Regions from separate parts of the Mus musculus genome. Here all the other regions are linked to region 1. The links are chromatin contacts, called in public Hi-C and promoter capture Hi-C maps. All regions are on one chromosome and are shown on one strand. Each heading gives the region's core, a stretch centred on a gene start, on an enhancer-like site or on the middle of the called end of the contact. The rest is flanking DNA. Distances are from core to core; before and after follow the strand shown. Region 1 holds the start of Fam219a (family with sequence similarity 219, member A). Region 2 holds the start of Chmp5 (charged multivesicular body protein 5). Region 3 overlaps Aptx (aprataxin).

Evidence for each region. Promoter capture Hi-C pulls out the DNA fragments that hold promoters and counts their contacts. Hi-C and Micro-C count contacts between places; a contact is called where the count stands out from the background.
Region 2: a contact with region 1 is called in a promoter capture Hi-C map of liver, with 2.3 times the contacts expected there. The contact joins the promoter of Chmp5 here to the promoter of Fam219a in region 1. A contact is called at or near these places in 3 of 39 promoter capture datasets (frontonasal cranial neural crest, liver and pre-B cells), 4 of 484 Hi-C or Micro-C datasets (B cells, CD4 T cells, embryonic stem cells and 1 more), 1 of 115 datasets of contacts at active chromatin or transcription factors (microglia) and 1 of 9 other capture datasets (adipose tissue).
Region 3: a Hi-C map of CD8 T cells shows a contact between it and region 1, with 2.6 times the contacts expected there. The contact joins the enhancer-like site here to the promoter of Fam219a in region 1. A contact is called at or near these places in 1 of 39 promoter capture datasets (pre-B cells), 2 of 484 Hi-C or Micro-C datasets (CD4 T cells and CD8 T cells) and 1 of 115 datasets of contacts at active chromatin or transcription factors (bone marrow-derived macrophages).

Annotation. Positions count from the first base shown.
Region 1 is chr4:41,568,043-41,571,221 of GRCm38.p6, reverse strand. Fam219a (family with sequence similarity 219, member A) reads left to right here and starts at 1,684. Exons shown (of 6, transcript NM_001159583.2): 1 at 1,684-2,045. The coding sequence starts at 1,986. It overlaps Dnaic1 (dynein, axonemal, intermediate chain 1), which reads right to left and starts at 1,428. Exons shown (of 20, transcript NM_175138.4): 1 at 1,204-1,428. The coding sequence starts at 1,230.
Region 2 is chr4:40,947,150-40,949,917 of GRCm38.p6, reverse strand. It overlaps Chmp5 (charged multivesicular body protein 5), which reads right to left and starts at 1,365. Exons shown (of 8, transcript NM_029814.1): 1 at 1,242-1,365; 2 at 360-464. The coding sequence starts at 1,310. It overlaps Bag1 (BCL2-associated athanogene 1), which reads left to right and starts at 1,624. Exons shown (of 7, transcript NM_001171739.1): 1 at 1,624-2,196. The coding sequence starts at 2,124.
Region 3 is chr4:40,684,663-40,687,503 of GRCm38.p6, reverse strand. Aptx (aprataxin) reads left to right here. Exons shown (of 8, transcript NM_001025444.3): 8 at 791-2,841. The coding sequence ends at 945. Among named protein-coding and RNA genes, the nearest start is that of Aptx, 17 kb to the left of the region's middle. Within about 2 kb of position 1,488, at least 11 of the 459 cell types and tissues checked have an H3K27ac peak or open chromatin away from gene starts, as enhancers often do. A contact at or near this core is called in CD8 T cells, where this site is marked.

The sequences.
Region 1 (3,179 bases), core at 435-2,934:
AGGACATATTCTATGTTTTCATTGTATTCGCATAACAATTCTATCAAAACCTGAAGCATACAAAAGGGTCTGTTTTATTATATCTAACTAGCTTGACCTTGGTAATGTCAACTTAAAACAAACTGCCTATAAATTAAGGGTCTGCTGCCTTGAGCACAGAACAAGAGTTTCAAATCACAATTCCGCCTCAACATAAAACCAGGGCATGACCAATAAATACAAGGAGAGACAGCCTCTCAATGCCTACAGAGCTCTAAGACTGATCGGTTCTTCAGCTGTAGATGACACGTGTCAAAGAAGCAGAAGGCACAAAGTTGATATACAAGAACCTCTACCAAAATATGTGAAGTCTTAGATATCATGGGCACAGATTTGCTCTCCAAACCTCAATATACCTAGGCTTAAGTATAGAAAAGCATTTTGTTTGTTTGTTTGTTTGTTTGTTTGTTTTTAAAGTAGATGCTCTGCTAGACGTTAGGAAATAAAAGCAATTTCTATAGGACAGAAAGAGTCATTCTTTTATATCGCAGAATGCTCCTTGAGAACCTGAGACTAGCTTATCATGTGTGGTGATTTGGGGAGTAATTCAACTCTCCTGTGAGAAGGGATAACATATTGCCAGGTGACAGAAACATAACGTTCACAAGGCTAAGTGAATGAGGGTCTTATAAGAAGGAAACTTGTGTTGGAGGGCAGGGAACATGGTTAGAAAAAGGGTCTTTTTTTCTTCCTCTCTGACTTCTTGCTCCAAATTCCTGCACACGATCTGTTCTATTCCGTGTCTCCTGTGCAGTTCTCATGCCCCCTCTCTGAGTTCCCACATGGCAAATGTCCCCACTTACTTAGCTCTGCAGTGACCATGCTGCAGTGTTGAATAAAAAAATCCACTGGGACAAGAATGAGAGGGGAATGAGGAAGGGACTCAGTGGAGTGTTGGGAGATTAAGGGCGAAGACAAGACAAGATGGGTCTGTGAAGAGATGGAAGTAATAAGAAAAAACCAGATTCGGTTAAAAGTAAAATGACTGTGGGTTCAGGAAAATTTGGGAGAGGAGGGCAGGATTTGTGAGAAAGAACAGGAGAATCAGGTCAGTGGGAACACAAACCAGGAGTCACAAGAAAGAGAGGTTGGAGGTCAACAGGAAATAACTGGCGGTTAAGGTCAGAGGTCTTCAGAAGACAGCAGGCCACAGTAAGACATTACCTGCTTACGAATCTGTTTCGAGGGCATTGCCGCAAGAATAGAAAGCACCTCACACCCTGAAAAACCTACAAAACGCTTCCTCTCCTGGGGAGTAGTTTCTCCTTCTTGACCACACACAGGAAGTGCAGACTCTCTTCCACTTCAATTCCCAGTCACCAGGGTTCTTCGGGGACAGCTGACGTTGTGGGTCCTCGCGCCCTTGTAGAACAGCATCAGCTCCTCCCTGACGCGGTTACCCAGCAACCGACAGGCACCGGGTGCGCAGGCGCACCTAGCGCCCCCTCCGGACACGGGGAGGAGGCGGAACTTGGGCGCGCAGGGATCCTCTGGCCCCGCTAAGCCCCGCCTCCGCAGAGAAAGATAAGTCCGCCCTCCGCGCAAGGAGCTCCCGCAAGTGGGAAGGGCTGGGGCACCCAGACACCGCCTTCTCATGAATAATGCAGGATCCGGGCGGTGTCCCGGACCCGGAAGTGGAGTTGCAGAGTCACCGCAGTGGCTGAGCTGCTGACAGGAGGCGGCGGCGGAGGAGGAGGCGAGGCAAGACCTGCGGCTCCGCGGGGCTACTGCCGCGGTAGCTCTAGGCAACCCCACGGAGCTACGCCGGTCTCAGTCATCCCGCGAGCCTCTCGCCGCCTATCCATCCTTCCATCCGCCTATCCGCCCGACCGGTCCAGGGCGGCCTAGTCTGCATAATCTGCCGGGCTTCTGGGGCCGCCGCCCCGCGCGGTCCCATCGGCGTCCCTGGCCGCGCCCGGCCCCTGGCCCGCTCGCCCGCCGGCACCATGATGGAGGAGATCGACCGGTTCCAGGTGCCCACCGCGCACTCGGAGATGCAGCCGCTGGTGAGGGGGCGGGCGGCGGAGAGGCCAGGGCCGGGAGGGGCGCCGCTGGAGGGGAGGGAAGGAACTAGGCCGTGGGGATTGTGCGAGGGGGCGCCATCTGATAAGGTAGAGGGAGTCCTGAAAACGCTTTGCCGGGGGAGGGAGATTTGCAGAGCGAGAAAACCGTGGGAGATTACCAGCGGTGCGAGCGAAGGACCTGAAAGGGCGGAGGGCACGGTCAGCAGATGCAGAACGCCGTCGGATAGGACCAAGGGAGGCACTCTAGTGCACACCTCTAGTGGAGGGCAATTTAGGAGGATGTCACAGAGCATCTTTGGCAGCAAGCCCGGGGGGTCGGATGAGAAAGGCGTTTAGCTCCCCGAGGCCTGTGATGCTCAGGGCGAGGGAGGAGGCCAGCAGATCAGTCTAAGGAGGAAAGGAAATAGGCCTTTAGAAAAGGAGAGGCCTGCCCGCCGGTCCTTTAGATAAATATAGCAAAGCTGAGCAGGAACCAGGCCTTGATGGGGGCAGAGGTTCATTGCAGAACCTGGGAATTTCCTTCCTCTCGAGAGAGGAGCCCCATTTCGATCTGGGGGCATCGGGAAGGGGAAGAGTTTGCGGTGGCGAGATGGAGACTCAAGGGTGTCCATGGGAAGGTATCTCCAGGATAAGAGGTGGAGCTGTGCTGAAGTGGGCCGTGCCGACCGGTTCGGAATTCGGAAGAGCCCCTATCATCTTAGGCCTACGTGTTTGGAGTCTTTGCTGGGCGGGGATCCTGCCTCCGGTCCGTGGTCCTGGAGTCAGGCAGGAATGATGTCATCGATGCCGGCGCCGAGGGGATGGAAGGGGGAGGGCGATGCCAGTTTATGGAGGCATGGCCTAAAGAAGAAGGTGCCTCCTGGCCATTGCCCTGAGGCTACCTGACTGTCATTGCTGTCAGCATATGGGTAGGAAAGTCAGAGGCCTAGCCAGCTGGCCTAGAGAATAGAGAGGAAAGAATGTAGAGGCCATGTTCATTGCTTAACCCACCTTGGGGCCTGTGCTAGTAAGATCTAAAACGAGGCGTGATAGGCCAGGAACCAATAGGTAATGGATGCCTTGCTCTCTGCTGGAGCCAACCTGTGCTCTCCAACTCCTGAAGCTTGAGGGCTCCCC
Region 2 (2,768 bases), core at 116-2,615, 620 kb after region 1:
AGATACCTATACACCCATAGCCTATTAAGTAGTGTTAGTATCAGAACACTGATCTTACACGCCATATCTAGTCTAACCTGAGTAGCCAGACAACACCCGGATTCTGAGCACAACCAGCTCTCCTCTTCAGAGTCAGACCTTCTCAGCAGAGCATGCCAATTCCCATTACATGTCATCAGCATCTTCTACCTACCACATTAAAACCCAGCCTCCCTCTTGTATATGGCTGTAGCTTCTGTTCCCTGAAGAACAGGTCCTCACAAGTAGCTTCTCTTTACCAGATTTCGTGTATTTTTCTTGTATCCTTCACCAGTCAGTCCCTTCACAGTACTTCCTACAACAGTTGTCACCAGCCTTACCTTAGCAGGACCCTCTCTCATCTTCTTGATTTGATCCTTATATTTCACTAGTTCAGCATCCAGCCGGGAAATCTTTTTGTCAATGGATTCTGCCCTGCTATCCACCTTGGAAGAAAACATCACATGCAGTGGTAATTATTGTAATATGTTTACATGGAAAGGGGCAGAAAGAGAGGGATATGCAAAAGAAAAAAGGAACAATATAGCAAAGGGCAGAAAATAGGGTTTTTCTTAAGGGTGGGGAATTCCAGCCCGAACCATTGGAGGGCTTTCATAAACTCTCTCCCACCTCCTAGATTCTGATATAGCAGCCCTCTCTTGAGGAAAACGATTTGGGATTCTCTCCGCTGGCTGAGATTTCCCAAGTAGGAGAATAGTCAGTTTGGGACTCTGCATGAACGTGCGTGGAATGAACCAATCAACACAGGCTAAGATGAGATCTAAAACCATTTCCGAGATCAGGTTTAATCTGGAAGGGCCAAGATTCAGAATTCTATGCTACTCAGACCCAGGACTAAGGTACAGATATGTTAACCCTGACATGGGTAAGGGGAGAAGAGTGAAAAAGGGTTTTTAAAAGGCCAGGTTAGACAAAGTGGGGTGTAGTGACATAGGGTACGTAGGTTGGAATGTGGGAACCAAAGCGAGGAAGAAGGGGTGGGGCACAGTGGGCATCGGAAAGAGCTAAGTGCAGTAAGGGCGAAAGAATGATGAGATTAGACTGTCTGGTCTCTGGGGTCAGGAATGACCTGGAAAACAGGGATGAAAGGGGTGGGGATGAAGAAGACTCAGGTTTAATGGGCCCGAACCAGGAATGGGGTGGAGTACGAATTCGGGATGGACGGGTCGGAGTGTCAGAGGTATGCAAAGTCAAATGCCCACCGTCCCAATGCAGTCCGTCAAGCTAGGTGGCGGAGCCTTGGGTTTCGCTTTTCCGAAGAATCGGTTCATCTTGGCCGGCTGCGAGGAAACCCAAACACTGGAGGAAAACCAGAAACGGAAGCGTAGTCGCTCTGGTGTCAATTTCCGGCTTCCCCCACCCCATGCGCAGGCGCAGAGTGCTCGCCCGAGTCTCCCGATCCCTTTTCCGTGTTTTCAGCTCCTCCTTCCGGAGAAGGAGCGCGGAGCTCTGGGAGAGGTGGAAAGACTTCTGAAGGAGGGGCTTATGAGGAGGGATAGGGCGGTGCCTTGGCGGAGTGGGTGGGGCTTAGACGCGGCTGGGCGGATAGGGCGGGGCCTGAAGCAGGGTCAGTTCCGAGGGCGTGGCGAGTAGATGGGGCGGAACTGGTGAGTAGTGGGGCGGGGTTGCAAGGCTGCGCGCCCGGTAGCCACCGCTGCGCTGTGAACAAACGCGGCCTGGCGGGTCGCAGCGCCGCGCGGCGACCGCGAGGCGACCGGGAGCCGCTGGGACCCAGGCTGCGCGCCCCTCGGCCTGCCCGGGAGCCGCGCCAGTCGGAGTCCCGGGCCGAGCGGGGCTTGCCTCCCTCTCAGCGTTCCTCTGTGCGCAGTGCAGCCAGCGGGCATGACCGATCCACCAGGGGCGCCGCCGCCGGCGCCTGCAAGCCGCGGGTGAAGAAGAAAGTCCGGCCCCGCTCTTCTCAGAGCGAGAAGGTAGGGAGCAGCAGCAGGGAGTTGACTAGAAGTAAGAAAGTGACCCGTAGCAAGAACGTGACCGGGACCCAGGTAGAGGAGGTGACCAAGATCGAGGAGGCGACCCAAACCGAGGAAGTAACTGTGGCAGAAGAGGTGACCCAGACCGACAACATGGCCAAGACCGAGGAGATGGTCCAGACGGAGGAAATGGAAACACCCAGACTCAGCGTGATCGTCACCCACAGTGAGCGCCAAGGAGGGTTCCGTAGATCGGGTTGGGATATGTGGGTTTGGCCACATGTAGTCTTGGGAGAAAGAAACATGGGTTCTTGGCTATATATATTTGGGGATGTTTTTGCTTAGGGCTGGTGTCAGGACATCTTTCCCTGTGGCCGGTCCCTGGACACTTATTGGATCCTCTATTTGGAAGCAAAGTTGAGTGTGTAACGCTAGTAATCGTGGGTCTTTGTGTCAGGCTTATATTAGGCCTTCTTGTGTGTAGAACTTCCGTGGTTCTGGACATCCACCAGTGTAAAGAGTACGAACTTGGTGCGTGATCCCGCTGTTCCTTATTTACTGAGTAGTGTTTTTGTTGGATGTCATAGAACCGCAGGTTCAATGGGCCGTGAGTCCAAGAGTTACTTTCTGGACATCTGGTTACATCAACACAGAACTAAAAACCTTGGGAAGTACACGAGAAAGCTGAAGCCATGACATTTCCTTAGAATCAGTTAGGAAAGACTAACAACAAACTTTGCTACCTAAACCATGGCTCTATATCCAGCAGTTTTATGAAACTTTGAGATGAATCCCCAC
Region 3 (2,841 bases), core at 239-2,738, 880 kb after region 1:
TGGGACGAAGCACACCTTCAAGGGACACCTAGTGACTTATTTTCTCCAGCGAGGTCCCATCTCTTGTTTGTTTGTTTTTTTTTTTTTTTTTTTAAATAGCATGTACTTTTTAAAAAAAAAGATTTATTTATTATTATACATAAGTACACTATAGCTGTCTTCAGACGCACCAGCAGAGGGAGTCAGATCCTGTTACGGGTGGTTTTGAGCCACCATGTGGTTGCTGAGATTTGAACTCAGGACCTTTGGAAGAGCAGTCAGTGCTGTTACCCGCTGAGCCATCCTACCAGCCTGAGGTCCCATCTCTTAAAGTTACTACCACCTCACTGAATACTGCCAACAACTGTGGACCACACTTTGAGTACCCGAGGCTTCAGAGGGGACACTAAGTGCTAAGCAGTTGTTGGATGAGGAGGGGCTCAGGAGTTCTGGAGCAGGAGTCTCCTGCTGTGTTAGCAGTAGGCAGGGGTGCTCTGTATATTTGGGGTGTAAGCATTTCCTAGTATAGTTTATATACTACTTCAGGACTGCTGTGGTGTAAATGTGGCGGCTACCAGTTTTCAAAGAGCCACCCGGGGAAAAGCATGGTGAGAAGCCCATAATGTGGCTATGTGGAGTGTGTCCTGAGGGAGTGTATCATCTCAGCGGGAGGCTGCGCAGACTTAGAATCTGCTCAGTGTGAGCCTTAGGATACTGGGTATGTTGATTAGAGTCATGTTTTTTAGCTTTTTCTTGGTGTCTTACTGGCTTTCCAAAATAACTGGGTTCTGCACCTTCCTTTTGTTTGTAGCTGTGATCAAGATGGTTCAGGAAGCCGGCAGAGTGACTGTTAAAGATGGCACTTGTGAGCTCTTGAAGCTGCCTCTCCGTTGCCATGAGTGTCAGCAGCTGCTGCCTTCCATCCCGCAGCTGAAAGAGCACCTCAGGAAGCACTGGGGCGGGTGACACTCGTCTCGGCGACCAAGGGCAGTGCTAGCATCTGTCCGCATTGCCTATGCTCCGTTCAATCCTGAACTAAAGCGTACACTTCTTCGAAACAAAGCTTATTTATTCTTGAGCAGCCACACATTGGGTGCACTCTGGTGCAGGAACTGGGAATTCGGGTTTTGTGGGTGTATTCTCTGGTAATGGAGGCTGAGACATGCCTGGTCACCCTTCCCAGGACCATGACAGGCCTGACTAATGAGAGGGCAAAGCCGGCTTGAGACTCAAATGCACGATGTAGAAGCAGAGGATTGGTAATATATTTTGTTCCTACCCTCGTTCCTGGATTGTGTAGTATCTGTTCATCAAGGTAGCTGAGGTTCTGAGGGGCCTGGTTCTGCCTTTAGTCTGCTCTATGAGATTCCTCTTCCCCCATGAGGAGGCTTTCAATCTACTGCACCAGGCTGAGTGTCTAGTTGAAAATATGTGGCAGTCATCTACACAGAGAGATAATTTGTGTATGACTGTGTCAGGGAAGAGGAAGTGGTAATACTGGGCACAGTAATGTTAACAGTACAGTCTGTGCTGAGGGCAGCCTGGGGTGGTGTGAACTGTACAGTCTGTGCTGAGGGCAGCCTGGGGCGGTGTGAACTATACAGTCTGTGCTGAGGGCAGCCTGGGGCGGTGTGAGCTGTACAGTCTGTGCTGAGGGCAGCCTGGGGCGGTGTGAACTGTACAGTCTGTGCTGAGGGCAGCCTGGGGCGGTGTGAACTGTACAGTCTGTGCTGAGGGCAGCCTGGGGCGGTGTGAACTGTACAGTCTGTGCTGAGGGCAGCCTGGGGCGGTGTGAACTGTACAGTCTGTGCTGAGGGCAGCCTGGGGGCGGTGTGAACTGTATAGTCTGTGCTGAGGGCAGCCTGGGGCGGTGTGAACTGTATAGTCTGTGCTGAGGGCAGACTGGGGCGGTGTGAGCTGTACAGTCTGTGCTGAGGGCAGCCTGGGGTGGTGTGAGCTATATAGTCTGTGCTGAGGGCAGCCTGGAGTGGTGTGAACTGTACAGTCTGTGCTGAGGGCAGCCTGGGGTGGTGTGAGCTGTCAGTTGACTGTACAGTCTGCATGGAGAGCAGCCTGGGCAATGTGTATTTTTAGCTTCAGGCAGATTTTACTGAGGCTTCCACTACTGCTCTTGAGAATTACAGAGCATTTATCTAAACTTCAGATAAAGTTTCCCCAATGCATCTGGGAAAAACAGATGTTGCAAAATAGTTCATTTAATTTCTACCTAATACTATATAGTTTAGCACATCAATATTAAACTGAGTATTTGGTTATACAGTACTAGGAGTGTGTGTATCAGACAGTGTAAGAATGTCAGGTATAATGGGGAACATTCTGAGAGTGAGATGACCATGCTTACATTCTTCATTCTGCCCCAAATAGATTTTGTAAGGCCGGGCTAAGTGCCTGCTGTTATTCCTGAGGACCCGAGTTTTGTTCCCAGCACCCACAGCAGGTGGCTCACAGACACCTATAGCTCCAGGGGATCCTACACCCTCTTTTGAGCGCCGTGGGCATGCATTCCAGTACACAAACCTGAATACAGACATACATATTCATACATAATTAAAATTTTTAAAAAATTAGATCTCTTAGAGGAAAAAAATATAAATTATGACATGCAGGAACCAGGTGTTGAGGTATTAAGTATATTCATCCCATAGCTCTCCTCTCCCCAGTGGGCTTTCATCACTAGGGGGAGAAGACTGTCTGGCCTCTGCATTACTTGACAGACGTGTCATTGCACAATTAGTTGAAGCCTTCCTTCAGAAGCAGAGGGAGGGATGATGGGAGACTGCAGAGTAGAAGAAAGCCAGCCACATCTAAAGCCAGGCACAGTGGCAAAGTCTCCTGCAATCC